Linked DNA regions of Danio rerio: region 2 is linked to region 1. The links are chromatin contacts, called in public Hi-C maps. All regions are on one chromosome and are shown on one strand. Each heading gives the region's core, a stretch centred on a gene start, on an enhancer-like site or on the middle of the called end of the contact. The rest is flanking DNA. Distances are from core to core; before and after follow the strand shown. Region 1 overlaps nfia (nuclear factor I/A). Region 2 overlaps nfia (nuclear factor I/A).

The links. A called contact is a pair of places that touch in the nucleus more often than the background predicts.
Region 2: a Hi-C map of embryo shows a contact between it and region 1, with 1.5 times the contacts expected there. The contact joins two enhancer-like sites. A contact is called at or near these places in 2 of 18 Hi-C or Micro-C datasets (embryo and an unstated tissue) and 1 of 4 datasets of contacts at active chromatin or transcription factors (caudal fin).

The regions. Positions count from the first base shown.
Region 1 is chr22:16,587,935-16,595,880 of GRCz12tu, reverse strand. It overlaps nfia (nuclear factor I/A), which reads left to right. Exons shown (of 11, transcript NM_001079962.1): 4 at 7,063-7,137. Among named protein-coding and RNA genes, the nearest start is that of nfia, 95 kb to the left of the region's middle. Within about 2 kb of position 3,365, at least 51 of the 62 cell types and tissues checked have an H3K27ac peak or open chromatin away from gene starts, as enhancers often do.
Region 2 is chr22:16,662,576-16,670,521 of GRCz12tu, reverse strand. The region is part of intron 2 of nfia (nuclear factor I/A); the gene reads left to right. Among named protein-coding and RNA genes, the nearest start is that of nfia, 20 kb to the left of the region's middle. Within about 2 kb of position 4,606, at least 17 of the 62 cell types and tissues checked have an H3K27ac peak or open chromatin away from gene starts, as enhancers often do.

The DNA.
Region 1 (7,946 bases), core at 2,116-4,615:
AAAATTCACAGGAGGGCTAATAATTTTGTCTTTTACTGTATATATTTTTATTATAAGTATTATTATTAATATTATTATTTGCGTTGTCTTTAACTGTATATATATATATATATATATATATATATATATATATATATATATATATATATATATATATATATATATATTATTATTATTATTATTATTATTATTATTATTATTAATAATATTTGCTTTGTCTTTAACTGTGTATGTATATATATATTTCGTAATATAATTATGACTCTTATTGTAAAATGTAAAATGACCAAAGCTGCATTTATTTAATAAAAAATACCGTACAGATTGTAAAATTGTGAAATGTTATTGCACTATAAAATAGCTGCTTGTAGTTTAAGAATTTATTCCAGTGATTTTACTTATTCAGTCACATGATCCTTCAGAAATCACTCTAATATTTATTATTATTATTATTATTATTATTATTAATAATGGTCATAATAATAAAAGCAATAATGACTGGAGTAATACTTTCATTTAAAACTATATACAATAAGAAAGCATTTGTGTAAAATTAAAAATAAATATTTAACAATTTAACATTTTTTTAATATAATAAATGCTACCTTGATGAACAGAATCATTTTCTTAAAAAAAAAAAAAAAAAAAAAACTCTGACCCCAAACTTCTGAGTGGTAGTCTTTATGCAATATGTAGTGTACTTTATTTCTATAGTAAATTTGCAGTGCATAAATTCTAAGGTTGTGTATATTGAAAATGAAATATGAGCACTACAGCAGAATATAAAATCATATTTTGGGTTCTGTGGAAAAAAGAGAAGCAGTCATGCGGGTTTTGAATGCCATGAGGATGAGTAATTGATGAAAGAACTTTTCTTTGTGAGTGAACTGTTCGTTTAGGACCACTGACTCCTTATACTGACTTTTGAATATTTTCATAAGGCCGTCACACACTTCCACCTTTTCCTTGTCACCACCTCCATTTCTCCCTCATTTCTCGCTCCCTCTTGTCCCTGATGCAGGAAAACATGATCAGTTTTTTTTTTTTTCCATCGTTTGTTTTTGCTGGTAAACCTTGACCCTTGTGCTCCATGCTACGTGCACTTTCACAAAGTGGGCTGCTGTCTTTCTGGGACGGGGCAGCCGTTGCACAATCCACAGACTATTAGATAAGGCCAGAGGATATCCTCTCCTTTACAAGCGCACTCTCTTGCTCTCTCTCAGAGAAAGAGAGATGGGAGGTGAGAAATCCATAACAAAGGACAGCACAAGAAAAGTTAAAGACAGTTGATAAGAAGCTAGTAAAAGTAGTTAAACAATAGTTTACAGCCTCTCATGAGGCTTGTTTATGGAAAGTTGTTAAATGTCCAGCAGAGGATAGCAGAAGCTATTCATTTTTGTTGCGTTATTGTCCATTAAAAATGTCATTGTTATAAGTTTTTGACGAACCATATATGTGTTTTTAAAGAGTGATAATCAAATTTGACTGTTCTTAATAAATGTAATTGAGAATTGAAAAAAAAAACACGATTACTTAACTTGTTCTGCCGCTGAAACAGCTTTGTATTTCTAATGACATCACCAGAGCCGTGCAATCTATTGCAATTTAACCATTGCTTCTGGTAATTTACATTCTAATCTGGCAGCATTATGGATATATAATGAGCACTTTTCACAATCCAATTATTTACAGATTTATGAAATCAAACTTTGCAGGCATTCATTGTTAAACCTTTTTTTTTTTTTTTTTTTTTTTACTAATTTCTTCAGTATAATATTGTGTAATGATAAATGTCAGGATACACTATTCTCATCCTGGTTATTCTGAGAAAATAAAATACTCTTTGTAATTCTTAATCTAAATTAAATAACTTCCTCTGCCACCTAAATGATTTTCAATCTCTGATCTATGCACTCAAAAAATAATGTTTGCAGTTTGTACAAACTACTTCTTAACCCTGTAAGACCCAAATATTGAAATAAATTGAGTAAAAATAGTTTTGCCTCTCATATATTGTTTCAGGAGGCTTCTGATATAGGAATGAAAGATTTTTATTTTTGCATTTTTTACATTTTGTAAATTTTTTAGCTAAAATTTGGTAAGTTTTGAGGGTAATTATGCAGCGTTGGGCCTAGTTGTGAGCAGAATTTCTGTACTTGTACTCACTTTGTCTGAACGGATATACAGAGCATTTATTTGCAGGCTTATTTACTTACTTAGCCCCATAGCAGTACATATCATAAGTAATAACCACACAACAATCATATTTTTTATGAATAAGCATTTATTCATAAAAATATTTGGAAAGAAATATTTGGTCACATTCAGTGTGGTTTGACTGAAGTTTGTGTTCAGTTCTTTTCATCTGACATGATGTGTATTACTATGTACAGTATATTACACTTAAAATGTATTACACTTTGCTTGTTCAAACGTCTTATTTAAAATAAGCTGAAAACGCAAGTTTTTTGGGGGGGCGACAACTTTATTGTTTTATGTTCAATCCACTTAAATTTGTAAAAACTAATAAGCTAACTTAATTTCGTCATGTTGTCCCAACACAAATCAATTGGATATAGCCCAATTCTTAGTGTTAGTACTATGCATTCTATTAGGAAATGTAATCAATTTAGCCATTGTACTTTTCAATAACCAATCAATTGCTGACTGAAAAATCAAGCAGTGCCTATTTTCATAGTAGCGTACCCTACTTTACTCCATTTTGTTTTTTCAGTAACAATCCATAAACAATGCCTTGCCTGTGCTATTTTGTTAAATAGTAATAAAAAATAATTAGAGTAGATTAGATACAACTTTATTGTCATTGCACATGCACAAGTATAAGGAAACGCAATGCACTTTAGGGTCCAACCAGAAGTGCAGTAGCAGCAAGTGCAGGATATAGGTAAAAGTTATAATAGTATAAATTAGAGAAGAACTATGGGTGATATTGTTTTATGCATATATGTACCAGTTGCTATTAATAATCAGAAGTATGCGAATGTAACTATATGTACTGTGTGGGCATGTTCAATTCAAGATGAATTATTAACATTTAATCAAAACAAAACAATTAATCAACGAAGTTAACCACATCACTTACTCAATTAAATATAAATTAAATATCATCCCTTATCAGCCCACCAAGACCAGGTATTCTATTGGATAGATTAAACTAACAGCAATTTGGCCATTGGTTTTTAGCTTGCTCACTTATATGCTAGCTCCATTCTGGAACTTACTACACACTTTTCGTCATTTCAGCCCCCTTTTGCTCTATCTTTTACACAAGGTTACTTCTTATTGCACGTAGCTGCAAGCAACTTTCCATCTCTGATGACATCATCAAGGCTGTGCATTACATTCGATCATTTAAACAAACAGCAGCCATTGTTTTAGCTAGCTAGCGTTCGCGCCTGGTATGCAACACATGCTATTCACATTTCAATCATTTCCTGGTGAATAAAATCAGGCCCTGCACCTTTTTCCTCTTTGAATATCCTGTTTCACAAAGGTAGAATTCCACTTTAGGTTAGCTACACACTACTAAGAAGCTAAAAGTCCATTAAATGTTGTGGGATAGTTGCCAAAACACCTAGCATAGTTAATAACTTTATGATGTTGAACAAAAAACGTTATAGATGCGGATACAGTATATGTTTGCAACTCCTGAGGCCAAGCGTAGTTCCACACGGCGCTCTTGTTGCTGCGCTGGAGGCTTGTTGAGGTCTCTGTGCTGCTGTGAAAGGCGAACCTTGGCTCCTCCCTGCATGTGTGTATGTGTGTGTGTGCGCAGCGCTACAGTGGACACAGCTGGGAGTGATTATCCGTGTTGAGATATAGAAGCCCTGCCCCTTCCCTCGCCCCTGCCTCCCTATATGAGGCACTCATGGAAATGCCCTCGCTGAACTCCTGGTGCATATGCTCCCTATACTGGAATTCAAGTGACGAAGGCTCCTTCCCTTCGCTTGCTTTCTCTCTCCTTTCTCAGCCCCATTGCGTCATCCCTCCATTTTCCAAGTAATGGTGCGCCTCACTTGCTCTCGCTTATTATTGTTGTTTCACAGTATGTACAGCTGTGTGGAAACTTTGACTTTTTTTTTTTTCGCCTTCTCTCGCTCTCGACCCCATACACCACTGTCCTTGTCGCTTTGTTGTTCGGTAATTTACCTTGACTTTCTGCCACATACTGTCTCCCCTTCTTCTGATACCTCCCCGAACAAACTCTATCTCACTCTTCTTCTCAATCTCAGGGGCATCTGCGCAGGAATGCTCTCCGGGTCTGCAGTCTTTTAGCTCATGTCAGCACTTTCTCTCGCAATGAGCCGTAGATATTACCCCTCCCTCTGTCTCTCTCCCTCTCTCTCGTCTCTCTCCCTCTCTCCCTCTCTCTGTTTTTATTATTTATTATTCCGCCCGTCCACATGCTATACGTCTCCTCATCCAGCCAGTCAAGACTAAACTCATTTCTATTGTTGGTTTTATAGCTCACCAAAGCTGCGGAGGAAGTCGTTTTAATAGCTACATCACTTAAAAATTTGTCTTGTCACCGTGTCTATCTTGGAGATGTCTCAAACATAAAGTCTCTTAGTTGTGCATGTATTTACATAATGCAGAGTTATTGCAAAGTTTGTCCCTTTCCTTCTGTTCCTGCCAGCGATGTACTTTTTATTGCAATCTAGTTACTTCTAATCCAGTAAATATTGCTGTATAGACCATTTCAATGTAGTCATGTGATTGGGCCATGAACATTTTCTGCTTGTTAACAAATTATTTCATAACTGTAACAATAGAAATTTTAAAGAGCTATCATGACATCTATCTAACAATATGTGTCTCTTTTTGGGTTCTCGAAGGCTCTAGAAATTAAAAATATAAAACAAGAAATACATTGGGACCATTGTTTTTGTTTACATCCCTCAAATAGTCTACTGTACATACAGTTAATGTCAAACTGATTAGCTCTTTTAAAATATTTCCCAAAGAAAGGGAGATTTTGTTCAACACATTTTTTAAAATAATAGTTTTAACAACAAATTTATTTAGTTTTAGTCATGATGACAGTACATAATAGTTTACTAGTTGTTTCGCAAGGTACTAGTATTTAGCTTAAAGGTTACTGCACACTGAATCCGAGATTTTCGTCCGTGATCTTCACACTTAAAAAAATGTTTAAACCTCATGTTGAGTCAATCATATTGACACATTTCCTCCAAAACTTTCGTCTGTCATAATTTTTTAAAATTTTTTACACTTTTCGTATCCGAAAAAGCACTTTGAGAGATGTTTTGGTAGTTCAGAGCCACCGCACAAGCAAAAAGCTAAATACAGAATGCTGTCATTTGAGCTACAGATAACTTTGACAAACACAGTGCATAATAAAAAGACAGAATGTGGTGGACAGTTGAGAACGGCGCACCTCTGTCCTGCTACTGTTTGGTGTGTGTGTCCATACATTTGACGTACTTTCCATACACAATAAAATAGAAAGCGTAGTCCACTTTCGTTCCCGTCAATGCGGCCGCCATCTATTATTATGTCTATAGGTACTGTCAGTCTATGTTCAGGATTTGTTTACGGTCATGAATGCAAGCAATCACAACCAATGTATCGAAATTCCACTGATTTCCTAAAAATAAACTTTTATTTACGCCATAATTCAGCACAGCTCTTTGATAAGGAGCAGAACTCTCCTTCCTCTCTAAGCAGTATTAGATTAGCACAATATGCAGCCTATTCCTCTACTTTGGAGAAGAGAGGAGAACAAAGTATCACTGCTTGAACTGACTCCGAAATGTTTTGCATTTTTTTCGTAATTGATTAATTAACGCATTGGACTATGCAAGGTTTGTGTATGTGATGATTTTTTTTGCATATTAATACGAAAAAAAGCGCATGTGAAAGTTTCGGACTAGAGACTTTAACCCTTTAATAGACACCATAACCGCCTGGTTGACTTTTTGTTCATAGGTTATCAGTTAAAAAAAACAAAAACAATAATTTTTTCGAGGCCAAACAAGCACCTTTCAAACACCTTAAAGGGTTAAAGTGCAATTTAAAGGCTTAAGGAGACAAAAAATGAAAATTCTGTCATCATTTACACACTCTTTACTTATTTTAAACCATTATGAGTTTCTTTCTGAAAAAAGTTGGAAACCTGTAAACATTGACAACCATAGAATATATTTTTTCTGCTATGGAAGTCAATGGTTTCAAGTTTTCAGTTTTTTCAGTTTATCATCTTTTGTGTTTAACAAAAGAAATAATTAAAAATACAAATAAAAACTGCTTTTCTGCCAAGAAATAAGATTTTCTTGTGTTCAGATTTTTTTAATTGACATTCAACTCAAAACAATTTCTTAATAGCTAAGAAATATGATTTTCTTGTTGGAAAAGAATGCTAATTTCACATGAGGTCTAATAATTTTGCCTTCGGCTGTATATTGTAAGGAATCTAACTTGTGTTGATCAGCCTTGCCAAATCAGCAGTCTTTAAGAGCAGGTCATTTTGCGACATGTAAGCCACACTGACTGCATGTTTTGATTCTGTGGTGTTGAATGATATAGAGTTTAGGGTCGTCTGGTTGTCTGTGGTTGAATCTGAGGCCGATATGGGCCCCTCCAGCAGAATAAGAGGCCGCAGGATGTGTGGCAGGTCCTGGGTCAGCTGTAGTCAGCATTATGAACACAGTAATTGTGGTCTGTCTGCTGGAAAAGGCAACCGACTGCCTGCCGAACAAAGAATGCTTTTGACCGAGATTCCACCACGTATCATATGTAAACAGATAATAATTGTGAATTCTTGGGCTTAGCATACAGCTCCTCGTTGTGTGTGTGTGATGCACTGCACTGCGCCTCTGCCCCACTGTACTTCAGACACTCATGGGACCGAATCCAGATGTGCTCTACCCTCTGTGTCACTCAAAACACTCCCTATTCTCTTTCCCACTGGGACTATGTGTGCGTGTGAGTGTGTTGTTGACATAGAGGCTGTCTTTGCTCTGTATTCTGTCATGTTCATTCAGATAACAGTCTTTCTCCTCTTTCATTTTTGTCTCCTAGGGCACCTTGGCTTCCAGGACAGTTTCGTCACATCAGGTGTCTTCACCGTCTCTGAGCTAGTGCGAGTCTCACAGAGTAAGATCTCCACATCTTATAATGATTATTCTTCCTTTTGGGACATCATTGAGCGTCTTTGACTCATCTGTTTATGAATGAATCAGTCTCTGAAAACAAGTCTTATTATCTTAGCAGTGTTGCCTTTCAAAGTGTGCCGTCTTTTAAGTAAAAACTCCTTAGGTCAGTTATAATTTGACTTGAACCATTAAAATCAATTTATTGAGCTTTCATAATCAACCTAAAATTAGGTTAGTTGAATTCAATAAAGATGTCGTGGAAGGGTCATAACCTTCAGCTTAGCTTTATTTGTGGCGGTGAGGTTTCCTAAGACCAGTTTCGCCCTATTACATGAAGGCCTTTAGCAGATTAAAACCACAATGTCCAAATCATGTTAGTTCAAGCGTCTCAAATTCCGCTCAAAGGTAGGATGAGGATAGTGATTAACCAGTGTGCAGGAGGAAAGCTTCTTTGGTTTCTCAGCTCGGTTTTTCAGAACAATGGGTTGAATCCACTATCCCTCCTCTCATTAGAAATCGAAACACCGGCGAAATGCAGCAGTCAGCTGAAAGTGTTTCAGTGCAGTGCGGTTCAACAGCACTTGGACTTTCTAAAGTACAAACTAAGTTTCTTTGTGCAGACTGTTTCTTTTATAACTCCTCATTTGTTGTGCTTGAATACACCCTTGTGAAAATGAAGTTTTTCTGGGGGTTTATGTTTTGGTGTTTAAATGTAATAGTAAATGGATGATGGCGAGTATTTTCACAACTTGAGGAAACAATCGAGTCTTTCCCGGATTGATAAAGAGATTAAAACAAAATGCAGAAGGA
Region 2 (7,946 bases), core at 3,357-5,856, 73 kb before region 1:
AATCAATAAAATTAATTATTATTAATTTAAGTTAAAAATCCACACTTAACATTGTGTATACTCGTGATTAGACTAATGTGAATGATCACTGTAACACCATTGTGTTCTGTACACAAATATAGCACTCCAATACATTACATTTGGCATTTTAATCATTAAAGAACAATTGATTATGGTGAAAAGTACGTGAAAAATATCAGTCTGTACTTTTTAGAACTTTTAAAAGTTTGTTAACATCTCTCACTCTCCATATTCATACACATTTATAAATAATACAACTTTCTAGTATTTTTCCTTAGAGTTGCAGCACATTTGCCAACAAGGCTAGTGCTCTCCAAGCAAGGTTATGTTTGCTATTTGTTGCGTTTTTTTTGCATTCATATCATCAGATGTTGCTTTTAATTATTGAATGTAAGGGGTAGGGGGGGAGGGGGTCGGGCTAAGTATGGAATTGACTTTAAATTATTGAACTATTTCTCCCCAGTACTGCCCCTCGGCCCCTCCATCTGTCTGTGTTGCAGAAAAAAATAAATAAATAAGCAAATAAAGATAATAAGGCTATGGCGCACTGCAAGCCAGACCCCAAGTTCTGGCACAATTCTGCTCCTTATTTCTCCGGCGCCCCTGTGAAAAAAAAAAAGAGAGAGAAAATCTCCCAATTAGCCTGCTTCGGATTTGGATAGAATGTAAACAGCATCCTTTTAGGGGCTCACGAATGATCACGTTTGGACAAAATTCAAATGGCGTAATGAAAGAATGGCAAATATTTTAACCTCTGTTCATTAGGCCGCTGTCCTTCAACTCCCAGGCTAACATGGCAAGGGATTTTTTCAGCCTTCATTCGGATACTAAAGATACAGTTTAATTAGCGGTGATTAGAGCAGAATCCCTAAATCAGGCTCTTTCTGTCTACTTACTCCAGCACTCGTTGTATGAGCAAGAATCACTCATTAAGTCAAGACACTGCAAAAAACATAACGTTTTTTCATGCACCTGTGAGTTTTGGGTGTTTTGGCTTTTTGGGGGGTGGTCAAATATAAGTCATGATTAATCACATCCAAAATAACTATATGTGTGTATATATACAGTTGAAGTCAGAATTATTAAACCCCCTGAATTATTTGCCACCTTGTTTTTTTCCCCCCAATCTCTGCTTAACAGAGAGATTTTTTTTCAGCGAATTTCTAAACATAATAGTATTAATAACTAATTTTTAATAACTAAATTATTTTATATTTGCTATAAGATATATGTAATTTCCATAATGACAGTAAATAATATTTTACTAGATATTTTAAGAATTCTATACAGCTTAAAGTGGCATTTAAAGGCTTAACTAGATTAATTAGGTTAACTAGGCTGGTTAGGGTAATTAGGCAATTTATTGTATAACAATGGTTTGTTCTGTAGACTATTGAAAAAATATAGCTTAAAAGGGGGCTAATAAAATTAAAGTTAAAATTTAGACTGCTTTTACTCTAGCCGATATAAAACAAATAAAACTTTATCCAAAAGAAAAAATATTATCAGACATGCTGTAAAAATGTCCTTGCTCTATTAAACATCACAAATATTCAAACAAACTTTTTTATTTGCTCAGCATACTTCTATGTAATAATAAAAAAAAAGTTTTGTCACATTTTGAGGCCTTAGATTTAAGTAACAGTACATATTTTTAGGGGCCTTTTTTCCTCATAAATGTTCACTTCAGCATACTTTAAAAATGTAATGACAAGTCAAGTCAACAGATAGTTTTAGGTTGATTTTAACTTATTTCAATAAATGAATCCGGTTTCAGCTACATGTTTTAAGTTATACAAAGTTTGACATCAAGTTTTTCGTCACTTTGATTGATGTAAGTTAAAATGACTAGAAAAGACATTAAAATATTTGTAGCTTTATAAAGACCAAACTGCACACCAACACCAAAATTCAACAAAAATTGAAGAAGTAAACAACTTTTTTCTGCTTTTTGTAAAGTAATTTTTAAATCACGGAGTAATAAAATAAAGTTTCTAAAAAAGGTTCCTTCTTAGAAACCTTTTTCTAATATGTCCATTGTGATCTATAGTATTAAAAGAACCAACACAACCCCCCCCCCCATTCCCAATAATTGTTGATCTGACTTTATCCAGATTTTTTGGGCTGGCTATGCAAATTACCATAGATTCTCATTTGCATATTTAAACATAACATTTCAGAAGACTTAACCCAATTTTTGGCCATTCTTAATGTAATCAATCAACCAGGAAAGTATCGTGAGAACAATTTTTTTAAGTTTTACACCTTTCACCTGCCGTGTATTGCCTTATGAAAGAGTTTTGGGAGCATCGATCCATTAGTCAAGCATCTGAATTACAGGAACACAGAAGTTTTTTTGTTTTCGCACCAACAAGGGATCGTCACAACTCGTTAAATTGATCACGAAGCACGTATTCTTCACCCACACTTCCCAAAACTGTTTTCACAGACAAAACAAAAGCACCACTTGATTAGCTGCGAACCATCTGGGAACGGCGAGCTGTGTGACCAAGCTAATTGGTCGGATTTAAAAAAGAATGAGACAGACCCTCTCGTCGCATGCATGTCTGAAAGAGACCCCCCTCCCTCGTCACTTTTGTTGGGACGGTCCCAGTGACGAGCTCTCGTCCAGCTCTGGGAAACGTCCCTGCCCGTGGGGTTTGTGTTACTTCACAGTTTGGGAAACAGCTGGCGTGCTAGAATGCAGCACGGTGTTGTGAAATATAGAATATTGTTTAGAGATTCTTTTGTCAGTGCTGGGCGAAGTTCACAGCGGTTTTAATGGGCCGACAGGCAACGTATGAGTAGAAGGCTTCAGTGGCTCATTGTTGAGAAGGCTTAAGTGCCACCTGTTGGATGTGGTATTACTGCATGCCATTTACCACTTCTTTTTTTTTCTTTTCTTTTTTGCCAGTGGCATGTTACAGAATTCAGTTGGTAGGCTGTTCTAACTTGTGAATTTCATGTACAGATTACTACAATATCATGTATACTTTTCCCAAAATAAAATAACATTTTCAAAAGCCAAATTGTGTCATTGAATGGTAGTCATTTAAGCAAATTTTGCAGTTGTGTGGCTTTTTTAATTATCAATTGTAGTTTGTGGGGAACACTTTTATATACGGTAGATATATTTTCCCCACGCGGCTTTAGTTTACTACTTTATGATAAATCAAATTTGTGTCATGCATGTGATTTATGTTGTTTTCTAATCAATTTGGTCCAATTTATTTTTTCTTGTGAAGTTTAGATTTTTCATTTAGATGTTTCAATTTGTAATTCTTGTTTCTATGTATTGAACATTTTAAAATAAATTTAAATGTCATTATTTATTAATTATGTATCTTAATATATATATATATATATATATATATATATATATATATATATATATATATATATATATATAAATATATATATATATATATATATATATATATATATATATATATGTATATATATATATATGTATATATATGTATATATATATATATGTATATATATATATATATATGTATATATATATATATATATATATATGTATATATATATATATATATGTATATATATATATATATATGTATATATATATATATATATATATATATATATATATATATATATATATATATATATATATATATATATATATATATATATATGTATGTAGCGATCAGCATGTAGAAGTATACCCCTCACAAATCTTTCTTTTAAATTGATATTTTTAATTTTTAATATATATATATACATACATACATACATACATTAGATTAGTCAGTACTGAAGTCAAATCAGGAGCTAATCTATTTTGTAATCTATTTGAGATTTTGTAGGTTGAAATTTTTTGGCAATATTTTGCTTGAATTTAATTGTACTATCTTTAAATTTTTAAATGTTTGGTGACTACAATATTATTTTAATAAATATATCTATTTAATAAATCTGTTTTGTTTAAATTTAACAAAATACATTCCCTATATCAAAATGGGGTATATATTCAAAGCTTTAGATAGATAGATAGATAGATAGATAGATAGATAGATAGATAGATAGATAGATAGATAGATAGAAAGATAGATAGATAGATAGATAGATAGATAGATAGATAGATAGATAGATAGATAGATAGATAGATAGATAGATAGATAGATAAAATGGTATCATTAGCTATTTCTCGTTAGAGCATTATTAGACTGGTAGGTCAGGTATTGATATTAAAATCGGATGTATTTGTATTTAAATAATACATAATAACTCAACTGGACCTTGAAAATAGCATGTCTCAATTTACTTTTATAAAAATATTTATTGTACTTTGCCACATCCACATGTGTACAAAAAAGCGCTCAAGAAGCCCAGTGCTGGGATTGCATTATCTGTGTTAAAGGCTATCACTGTCTGCCATTCTCGTTAAATACACATTTCAGCTGATAAAAGTCAATATTCCAAGAAACGGTACAGGTATGGAGCACTTCCTGAGGGAGATGCCAGACATGGGCCTCCCACTCACGGCTGAGGCTTACATTTGCTGGCGGCCATTGCATTGCCCCACTGTTGGATTGGGAGGAGCCAAAGTACGGTTCAAAGTCAGGCGTATGGAGATAAGACAACAGGCAGACCGAGCAACTGTGCACTGCAACCAGCCCAGCGCTCCTCGGCTGACCACACAGGCAAAAATGAGCTGCTAGCATTTTTACGAGCTCTTGTCAGTCACTCTTTTTTCCCCCTCCTCTGTTTGTTTGGTTTAATCACTGTGAGATATGAACAAAAGATGATTTGTAGATCCTCTCTTTAGCTCATTAATTTATATTTGAAAATGCACTTTATTTAGTATGACATTGAAAATATTGTCGATGCTTTAAAAAAACAAAGAGATAAAATATATAACATGACCTTTAGGGTTAAAATAACCCTAGCTTATGTTGTATTAGGGCGAGCAGGGGCGCAGTAGGTAGTGCTGTCGCCTCACACAAGAAGTTTGCTGGGTCGCTGGTTCGAACCTCGGCTCAGTTGGCGTTTCTGTGTGGAGTTTGCATGTTCTCCCTGCCTTCGCGTGGGTTTCCTCCTGGTGCTCCGGTTTCCCCCACAGTCCAAAGACATGCGGTATAGGTGAATTGGGTAGGCTAAATTGTCCGTAGTGTATGAGTGTGTGTGTGAATGTGTGTGTGGATGTTTCCCAGAGATGGGTTGTGGCTGGAAGGGCATCCGCTGTGTAAAAACTTGCTGGATAAGTTGGCGGTTTATTCCGTTGTGGTGACCCCGGATTAATAAAGGGACTAAGCCGACAAGAAAATGAATGATATTGTATTAGCTAGCTTTGTTATTTAAAATACAGCCACTTTCATTTAATTCCTGACAAAAGAAAAGTTAATAATATAAGATTTAACAATTTAATAATAATCTGAGAATCTGAACAAATTAGTTGGTCACGTGACTTGTGAATACATATATAAATGTGTTTCAATGTTCAATTTATCTGAGAAATTAGTAAATACAGCTACAAGCTAACATGCTAAAACACTCAAAATGGTGTAATCAACAAATCAAAGCCTACTTAGGTCAGTTATAATTCCACCAATGATCATTTTTAATGGTCTGTGAATAATCTGTGTGTAGAGTGTGTAATAATCTTCAGTGGTACATGCTAACATGCTAAAAGGTACAAAATAAAGCAGTTAAATCCTTACCAAGAGTGATTAGCTTGAATTCCACTTTTGATTCAGTTGAACATAAAGATTTGTTCACTATTATCTGTGAATAATACATCCACTACTAGCTTAAACCAACCTTGGCTGGTTGGCTGGTTTTAGTTAGTCAACCAGCCTGGTTTTAGAGGGGTTTCGGCCATTTCCAGGCTGGTCTTAGCTGATTAGGCTGAAAAAATGACCAGCTAAAACTAGCTTTACCAACCTGGTTTAAGATGGACAGCTGGTTTTGGCTGGGCTCCCAGTCTGGCTAGGGTGATCAAGCTGATTTTAGCTGGTCATTTCCCTGCCTGACCAGCTTAGACCAGGCTGGAAAAGCCTGGAAACCAGCCTGGAAATGGCCATACCCCCTCTTAAATCAGGCTGGTTGACCAGCTAAAATCAGCTAACCAGCTTAGGCAGGTTTAAGTTTTTTTGTAATAATATTAATATAGTGACATGTTAACATGCTAACAGAACTAAAAAATGAATTACTGGCTGTTTCTATTGTATATTTTTCCCAATTTTCTGCGAATAATACATCAACCAGTTGGTGGGGCCTGCTATTATCAACTGTAATTAGACTATTGACTGCAAATCTTGTCGGCTTGTAAATCTTAAAATTAATTTGTCATGCTAACATTCTAAAAACACTCCTAATGCCATTAGCAACAAATGCTCATCACCTCTCCGTTTTTAATTTTCACAATTATCAGTGATTAATACACAGTTGTACTATCAGAGAGTGTCTTGTTGTTGTATCTGTTCTCTTGTGGCCAAAACACACACACATACACACACACACAGGGACACACGCTGCTCTGCTGTTTCCTCTGTCCTGGGGATTCTTCAGACCGGCGCTCTGCGGCTTCCTGCTAATTAAATTCCAACGCTGTCCATTAGATGGATAGAGTGAGCGTGCTGCTGACTCAACACAGGTAGGGCAGCGCGCCGTAATGGGAAGAGGAGCTCAAGTGCCCAAGCAATTCATTTGGACCCCATTTTTACACATCTCTGGGTCACCACATGCTTTCAAGGGTGGAGAGAGGAGCTGAGAGGGGCGGATAAGCTAATGTCTTCCAAATGCTTTAATTCAGAAACGGACGCCACGCGAGGCTGTGTCCTCTAAAAAACGTAGCGAGGTTGGAAGGGATTTTGCTTGCGTTTATCTACATCCAGCATTTGTGTTTGATGTCTGCTGTTTTGTATCGTTGATAAACGTTTAAGTGAGCATTTTACATTAAAAAAGGGCCTACTTATTTAAAATGAGTTGAATTAACTCCAAAATTTTGAGGATTTTTTTGGGGACAACTTATATTATGTTCAATCAAGTTAAATTTGTAAAAACAAAGTTAACTTAATTGATTTGTGCTGGGACAACATGAAGGACTTGTGTTGAATCCAGCTTTTTTCACACTGTAGCATGGCCGATATGGGTTGGGACAACATGAAGGAAATAAGTTAACTTATTAGTTTTTCCAAATTTAAGTGGACTGAACATAAAACAATTAAGTTGTCCCAACAAAATCTCAAGAATTGTGATTCAGGGTATTTTAAAAAAGGATATTTTTTTTGAGTGTACAGTTTAGCAGATTAAAAAAAAAGAAGATTATTTCGGGTCTGAAAATGGTCCTTTTAACTTTTTTCCTACTAGATTAGCCTGAAGGAGGTCATCGAAAGGGCCTAAATGAAAAAGCCTGTGACCAGTATAAGGGAGCGAGTAGTGTCGAGATGAAGTCTGTAATTTGGTTGGTCAGAGTTTGGATGGAGTCCCAGACTGACTTGGTTGGATGCGGTGCCGGATACTACGCCAGGCATGGAGGCAGGGCCGTCGATATGTCATACGCTTTTACACACTTTCATGTCAACAGGAGTGTTTGCTTTGGTCGGAAGCTGAGCTGACTGTGTTAAGGGAACACAAGGCTGGAGACTGAATTGTCAGGGTTGCGGCCTGAAATATCAGCTTGTTTCTTAGTCTAGACGCAGACATGAGTATTTGGCTGTTGATAGTGAAGTAAACAACGCATATTTTCTCCCAGTGCAGCTGTCCGACCGATGATTATGTAACTGCAATCAGATCATTTATCTTAATGTCTTTATTTACTTGTGTTTTTTTGATAAGGGTCTGCAAAAGTTTAATTGCAACTGATAATTAAGTACAGTAGTCATCAATGGATTTTATTTCTGGTTTGATTAGTCTTTAACAGCAACAGCAAATTATTTTAAATGATTTTTATTTTC